Regions from separate parts of the Mus musculus genome. Here region 2 is linked to region 1. A link is a contact called in public Hi-C data. All regions are on one chromosome and are shown on one strand. The core of a region is the stretch at or near the end of the contact, and the rest is flanking DNA. Distances in the headings are between cores, read along the strand shown. Region 1 overlaps Shroom3 (shroom family member 3). Region 2 overlaps Scarb2 (scavenger receptor class B, member 2).

Evidence for each region. Hi-C and Micro-C count contacts between places; a contact is called where the count stands out from the background.
Region 2: a Hi-C map of liver shows a contact between it and region 1, with 1.7 times the contacts expected there. The contact joins two enhancer-like sites. A contact is called at or near these places in 18 of 484 Hi-C or Micro-C datasets (the C2C12 cell line, the G1E-ER4 cell line, the HL-1 cell line and 11 more) and 1 of 115 datasets of contacts at active chromatin or transcription factors (embryonic stem cells).

The regions. Positions count from the first base shown.
Region 1 is chr5:92,714,355-92,718,299 of GRCm38.p6, reverse strand. The region is part of intron 1 of Shroom3 (shroom family member 3); the gene reads right to left. Among named protein-coding and RNA genes, the nearest start is that of Shroom3, 33 kb to the right of the region's middle. Within about 2 kb of position 2,204, at least 17 of the 459 cell types and tissues checked have an H3K27ac peak or open chromatin away from gene starts, as enhancers often do. A contact at or near this core is called in liver, where this site is marked.
Region 2 is chr5:92,439,540-92,443,484 of GRCm38.p6, reverse strand. It overlaps Scarb2 (scavenger receptor class B, member 2), which reads left to right. Exons shown (of 12, transcript NM_007644.4): 12 at 1-2,174. Among named protein-coding and RNA genes, the nearest start is that of Nup54, 6.3 kb to the right of the region's middle. Within about 2 kb of position 1,799, at least 38 of the 459 cell types and tissues checked have an H3K27ac peak or open chromatin away from gene starts, as enhancers often do. A contact at or near this core is called in liver, where this site is marked.

The sequences.
Region 1 (3,945 bases), core at 955-3,454:
TTTCTTCCTCTTGACAATGCTTTTAGTCTAAAGGCCTGGTAGTGCCCTCAGATGTTCACCATCTGGGAGAGATGACCTCCATGTCTTGCATTTAGCAGCTCCCTCTAGTTCATAGGAAAGCACAGTTGCCCAACCTGGAGGTGCTAAGTGATCTTGTTTGACAAACAGGAACAAACTCAGCAGCACACAGCACTGATTCCCACCCCTGGAGCACCACAGGCAACCGGCAAACTGGAGTGAAATCCCAGGGCTAGCCCCTCCTGCATCAGTAGAGGAGACTCATGCTTTCTCCTCCTATAGAGATGGTCTCCAGGGACAAGTGCTATGAAACTATAGAGTGATGAGCTGAAATCAAATCTGAAAAGGCCCAGAAAGCTAGGAAGGAACTGGAGAAATATGGCAATCACTTTCCTGTTGAGAAACTGTCCACAGAGCAGGAAATGGATGCAAGGCACACGGGGACAGAGGTCAGTCCAGTCAGAGAAGGAGCAGTAATAAAGAGGGAAAACAGTGAAGAAGGGCCAACCTGTTTGCTGCCAATTCCAGAACAGGACCAAAAATTAAAATAGAAAACAATAACAAACAACAAACCCAACAAAAACAAAGCCAAGACAGAACCGTAAAATATAAAATTTTCCCTTTATGTTAAAGCCAAGAGTGAAAAAAAGAGGCGGGTAAAAGAGAGTGGAACTGGCTGATTCTTTGTCATTAGAGAAGAAGAGCCTCAGTGGAGGAAATGCCTCCATGAGATCCAGCTGTATCCCTCCAAGGCTCAGGGAACAATGCTGAAGAAGGAAGGTGGAAAGCATTCTAAAGCCAGAAGAAAGGGTGGAATCTCATTGGATGCTGTCTTCTGGGCATGATGTGGCCACTGCAATCTTGAATTCACAGTAGCTACGATTACACACACCAGATCTGCATTAAGACTAGACTATCAATAATCTATTACAGATGGAGGAGGTGCTCGTGGGGCAATTAATGGTTGCTGAGTGATGGGGAGATGGTTGTTTTGTGGTGTAGCCACTAGTAAGGTGCCCATGATCCTGTCAATAACCCCTCATCAGTACTCCTGTAAGCAATCCTAATGAAAAAAATCACTGGGTCACACACACACACACGGAAGGAAGGAAGGAAGGAAGGAAGGAAGGAAGGAAGGAAGGAAGGAAGGAAGGAAGAGAAATGAACACAGAAGGGGGACTAGTTGGCAAAAGGGAATCAGTAGGAATCGGGGGACACAAGAGAAGTAATGGGGGTAAATATGAGCAAATTACATTATATACATGCATGAAAATGTCACAACCCATTATGCATAATTAATATATACAAATATAAAACTTAAAAATAAAACACTTTTAGTCTGGAACACTAACTGAACTGAGTACCCTGTCTTCTACAAGAATCTCAGCAAAGCACCATTGTGCCTGCAAAGGGTTTACCCCCCATGTTCTATGTGGAGCTGCATTCTCTCAAGGAGAACTGTAGGGAAGACCTGCCCAAGCCAGTGCCACACAGGATGTGGGAGTCTCTATCTTCTTTAGGAATCTTTTAAGTTTGTGTGCATAGGATCTTTCACACGATTCAGTCACTTCCATTGACAAACACAAAAGCTTTGAAAGATTATGCTGTTTCCCCATTTCCCCCAAAAGGCAATTATATATCCAGAATCAGGACTACAGTTTCTACTAATACCTGCTTTCCCTTTCCCTTTCCCTTTCCCTTTCCCTTTCCCCTTCTTTCCCCTTTCCCTTCCCATTTCCCCCTTCCCACTTCTTCTCCCCTTCCCCCTTCTTCCCCATTTTCTCTTCCCTTCCCTTCCCCCTTCCCTTTTCCCTTCTCCCTTCCCTTCCCTTCTCCCTTTCCCCTTCCCTTCCCTTCCCCCCTTCCCTTCCCTTTTTCTTCTCTTCTCCTCCTCCCGTTCCCCCTCCCCTCCCTCCTCCTCCTCCTCCTTCTCTTCTTCTTCTTCTTCTTCTTCTTCTTCTTCTTCTTCTTCTTCTTCTTCTTCTTCTTCTTCTCCTTCTCCTTCTTCCTCTCTCTCTCTCTCTCTCTCTCTCTCTCTCTCTCTCTCTCTCTCTCTCTCTCTCCTCGCATGTGTGTGTATGTGTCCCAATGCATCAGGGTATGCCAATGCATGTGTGTACAGGTGCCTACAGAAGCCTGAGGAGGGCATCAGAGCCCCTTGAGCAAGAGCTACAGTTCATGGGGCGCTGCCCCAGACAGGCAAACAAAACTTCAGCCCTGTGGAAGAGCAGCCAGTGCTGTTAACCTCTGAACCCACATCTCCAGCCTCAGGCATGTTTTCCTGCTCTCCTCTTTCTCTTTCACAGGAATTCCATCACAAACTTCATATGCAATGCACACAGCCTCAGGAGACCTTTGGTGAAGTTGCTACTTCATTCAAACTAACTTTGAAAACTTAAAAAAGAATCTAGTGGAGAGGAAAGTGTGATGCTCTCAGCTGGAATCTCAGCACTCAAGGAGCTGAGACAGGAGGATTGCTATGAGTTCAAGAGTAGTCTGGGCGACCTGCTGAGGTCCAGGACAGGCTGAAGCAGCTTGTGTGAACCCCTGTCTCAAAAAAAGAAAAACTACAAACCAAAGCCAACTGAATAAACCCATCAAAAAGAAAACTTAGTAATGAAAGTTGGGGTTTAGGAGATCTAACGTGCACTGTACCTCCCGAGTCTTGGTTTTGAAGTCCAGCAATCAATTCCTTCTCAATCACCAGCCATTCAGCCGTTCAGAGCAGCACTTTCGCTGCAATTCAAAAGCTGCACAATGCAGGCTGGGCCTTCGTGCCAGCAGACGCCAAAGATTTCAGGGAAGGTGGGAGGACTCAAGGGCAAAGAACCAAACAGCACGGCTCGGAGAGAGGAACTGGGCCTGCTTTGTAGGGCGATGGGGACGAGTCTTTTGCTAAGGAGCCTCCTCATCCTTTGAGAAGGACATCGCAATACTGAACCCCAACAGGGCTCTCACCTAGCAGCAAACAACTTGTCTGACTTCTGTTTAAAAGTCTGTATTTACTAATAATGTTTGACTTTTGTCTAAAAATCCATATTTACTAACAATGGTACCTAATACACAGGAAAGCATCGGGCTGTCTCTTCCATCATCGTTATCCTTTTCTTTAAAATAAAGTTTAGTATTTTGGAAACTTTAGTAGATGATTCTGAGTCACCATGTGGTTGCTGGGAATGGAGCTCAGGACCTCTGGAAGTGCAGTCAGTGCTCTTAACTGCTGAGTCATCTCTCAGGCCCTTCAGTAGATAATTGTAATGACTTCTCTCTAGTATCTTTCCAAAACTAATATCTAAAAGAGAAAATAGAGACTTGGATCAAGGTGATCTGGGATCTGCATAAAATCTGTCAGTTTCAAAGATGGCCTAGTCAGAGGAGAGGCCCTTGGTCTTGAGAATATTATATGCCCCAGTACAGGGGAATGCCAGAGCCAGGAGGTGGGAGTGGGTGGATTGGGGAACAGGGTGGAGGAAGAGTATAGCAGACTTTCGGGATAGCATTTGAAATGTAAATGAAGAAAATATATAATAATAATAATAATAATAATAATAATAATAATAATAATAACCTGTCAGTTTCAATGCCCTGGCAACACATAATGGAATGGCTTTCTTAAGTGCTTAGTGGCTGAATGTGGTGGTGCACGCCTTTAACCCCAGTCCTTCGGAGGCAACAGGCAGGTATCTTTCTGTGAGTTTCAGGCCAGCTTGCTCTTCACAGTGAGTTCCAGGCCAGCTAGGCTGTATAGGCATACTTTGTCTCCAAAAACAAAAACAAAAAGTATTTTTGGAAGCTGGGCATAGTAGTTATCACCTTTACTCGAAACCCTTGGGAGCCAGAGGTAGGTAGATTGCTGTGAGTTTGAGGCCAGTCTGCTTTTCATAGTGAGTTCCAGGGCTACAATAGTGAGTGAGATCCTGCTTCCAA
Region 2 (3,945 bases), core at 550-3,049, 270 kb after region 1:
TAGAGGCTAACTGTCAATTTTAGTCAGAGATGTCTGGGTGTAGAATATGCTGCTGAGAGGACAGAATCAATGACTTCTAACCCCCTCCCTTCAGGCTTCTCTGCCACATAGGACAGTGACACGGAATGACAGTGTCTGCAAATATTGAGGGGTTATTTGTAAAATGACGAATGATGGAAGTCCATCTGCCCGTAGCTTACATTACAGATAGATCCAGGAAGTGTGCACAGGTTAGAGAGGCATTTCTTCTGGACCCAGCCGGTGCTTCGTGGCTCCCTGTCACTAAGTGCTCTCTGCTTCCTGTGACAATCACTTTTCTGACAGAGCGAGAAATGTTAGACTGCTAGTCAGAGGCACTTCAGATAAGGAGTCGAGCAGCCAGGCTGCTTCTCTTTGGAAGGCAATGGCTTCCGTGTAGGACTAAGGACATTAGTGTCACAGCCGTCAGACCTCAGCTATCCTGGAGGGCAGAGTCCATGATTCTCAGAGTCCACTATTTTGGGGTTGTTTGTTTGTTTTAGTTTTTATTTTTTTATTTTTTATCTTTTGGTGGCTTAGTTTTTAAGACAGGGTTTCTCTGTGTAGCCCTGGCTGTCATGGAACTCGCTCTATAGACCAGACTGGCCTCGAATTCACAGAGATCTGACAGCCTCTGCCTCCTAAGTGCTGGGATTAAAGGCTTACACCATTGATTTTTTTTTTTTCAATGAACCCTATACATTATCTGGCTAGCTGTTTATAGAATTCCCTGAAAACTGAATTTCAGTATATTTAAATTTTTTTAAAAACTGAGATGTCACATACATATTAGAAGTAAAACATTGCTTTAATATACAGGCCCAAATTTTCCTCTATTGACACAAAGCAATACACAATGTTTCCCTTTTTTAAAAAAATTTTGGTAGTTTTTGAGACCGGGTTGGTGTAGTCTTGGCTGTTCTGGAAGTCACTATGTAAACTAGGCTGGCCTTGAACTCAGAGATCGCCTGCCTTGTGTCATGAGTGCTGGGATCCATAAGCCACCATGCTTGGCTGATGTTTCCCTTCTAGAGAGACAGCTCTTTAAATTTTCACCTTTCCTACTAATCAAAGTAAAAAAATTAGACACCCCAAATCACCAATATGTGAAACTAAACTGAAAATATCTGACCTTTAGTAATGACAAATATTTTTAGACTTTGTCAATATTTAACTCGGTAGTTGGCACATCTTAGTCTTCATGCTTCATGACAGGGTCTCACTCTGTAGCTCAGGCTATCTTGAAACTCACTATGTAGCATAGGTTGACCTTGAATTTATAGTGAGCCGGTCTCAGCCTCCCAAGTGCTGCTATTACAGGCACGCACTACACCTGTCTGTGTTTATGCAACTACTTATCCACACTAATAAATTGATAAGCTAGTGCATACTAATTGGTTCATTCCTATTTTCAGGATATAATCATCTCTAAGGAGATTTTTAAACACAGAAACTATAGCATTTAGTGATGTACATAGTAGATAGACATGATCGCACATAGAAAAGGAGACCAAAAACAGATTGATCCTTTATTAGTGCCATGGTTGTGAATAGCAGTGGTTCATTTGGTGTTTTCTTTCTAAAAGGTCCATGGCAAACCCACAAGGCACAGTCAGAATTGTAGGTTGATTAACAACAAATCTACCCATTCAGTGCGGGGCTGAAAATAGCAAGCTGTTCCCTGTGTTCGTTCTTCTGAGGGCATTCTCCTGGACGGGCCCCAAAGGCTGTGGCCATCATCCTTCTCATGACACAGAGTGGCAGGGCACTGGGAGTGCACAGGGTGGGGGATGGGCAGGGGATAGGCATTTCCACATAGGCTCTAGGCTCTGCCCAGTAGATTTCACTTCCTTGTGCTTTACAAAGATCACTAACGGTCAAATGGGACAAGCACTACACAACTAACCCCTATTGGGGTTTTTGCTTAAGGGGGATAACTTTTAACTTGTTGTTTGCGGTGTGAATTCTTCAAAAGGCCCTCTGAGCATTGTTACTGGTGTAAATTGCTTGTGCCTGCCTGGCTTTAAAAAGACTGACCAGAATGCTCTTCATGTGGCTTACAGAGTTGGTTCGTTGTTGTGCTTCTTGACCTGGTTTTATTTCTACCCATAATACAATGAAATGTTTCACTAATTAAAGAAAGTTTCTATAAAGTTTCACTGTGAACTGTCTCTCATTGGATGGCATTTCAGTTGAGACATTTTCCTCCTCAGTGTTTTCTTTGGAGGCTTGGAAGCCTTTGATGGTGGAAGGAGCATTAGTAACAAACACCGAAGCAAGCCTAAACTAAGGGGACAGCTGTTGTCTGATTAGCTGCTCAGCCTCGGGGTTAGGAGGCTCCTTGGTCTAGAACTGCTCTCTAGCTGGACTTAGGAGGCCCTCTCCATCTCCTCCCTTTCTTCCCCTCCTCTCTCTCTCTCTCTGCCTCTTTCCCCAGCTGGGAACTGCTTTCCACAAGCCCTTTCCTCATCTCCTTATCTTTCCAGTCAGCCCCTCAGTGTTTTTTTTCCCAAGTCCTATCATATCCCTTCACTGCCATCCTTACCTTGGGCTGCCTCTAACCACATCAACCGAAATGCTCACAGCCCACCAAGAAGAAGACCCTCACAGCTAGGAGATCAGACACTACTGGGGGCCTAGGGCTTTTGATTCTGGGGACATTTAGTAAGAAACTATTAGTCCTAAAATTCTGATTACCTTTAAAACATCCCAGCCCAACCGCATCTGAAATCAGAGTGGAACAAAAGCTCTCATCGGGTTTCCTGTCAAGTGTTACAGATGTCCTTATGTGTGAAGGGACTTGGGCCCTAGTATATGTCCTTTCTAGGAACCCCAAACCCAATCTCAGCTGCTTGTGTCACAAGGGAAGCTCTTCATACTGACTTCTTCTGACCCAAAGCTATACAGAGACACATTAGACTACGTACCAAACCTATCCCAAATGTCTCAAAGCTAGGATTATAAGAATCCAGAAATATATATTCAAAAGACCAATAAGTATATTAAAACATATGCCTAGGAACAGTATTTAATATATAATATAGGATAAGAGCCACAAAATACAGAGTATAGAAACATCCCTATTGATTTAACAAAAGATAAAAGTCTTATTTCCAGTAATGACTTCATTCCTTCACTTACCGATGATAAAAAAGATTTTAAACACCTTTAAAATATACTATACACACTATAAACTTGACTTCTAACGAGGAAAATACCTAATTAAAAAAAAACTTGACTTCTTTGGCATGTACAGTGCAATGATTAGGAAACTGACTGAACTGTATACATTTTCACCATCTCAATGAACCCTTGCTAGCTTATAGACACACCCCTGGCAACTACTAATCTACATTCTGTGTGTAGAGACTTGCCTTTCTCAGACATTTCCTATAAATACAGTCAGTCATACTGTGTGTGATACCACACTGCAGTTTCTATGTTGTACCTCTATGCTCACAACAGTGTGTTTGAATAAAAAGTACCTACTTGATGCCACATGCTATACATGTCAAAGAGGAGCATGGAGATTATAGTTTAGTGGGGAAAGGAGTGACTGCATAGACATACAGGCAAGGGGATTCAGCCATCACTTACAATGATGGCATACAGATCTGAGACTGACTAGGGGCTGGCCTTGGGATGGAGGGAGTAGGAAGAGCCAGGAAGGAGCAGGAGGGAACAGGTTTACTACAATTGGGAGTTTGACTGAGAATGACCCTGTAGGCCCATATGTTTGGATGGCTGGTTCTCAGCGGACTGTTTAAGAAGGGTTCAGAAGTGTGGCCTTGTTGGAATAGGTATGTTAGAGGGGGGTAGGTTTTGAGGTTTAAAAAGTTCATTCCAGGCCCAGCCTGTCTCTGTTTCTCCCTGTGCTCTGTCTCTACACCACCACCCCCCAGCCACTCTTCCAACTCTCTCTGCTTG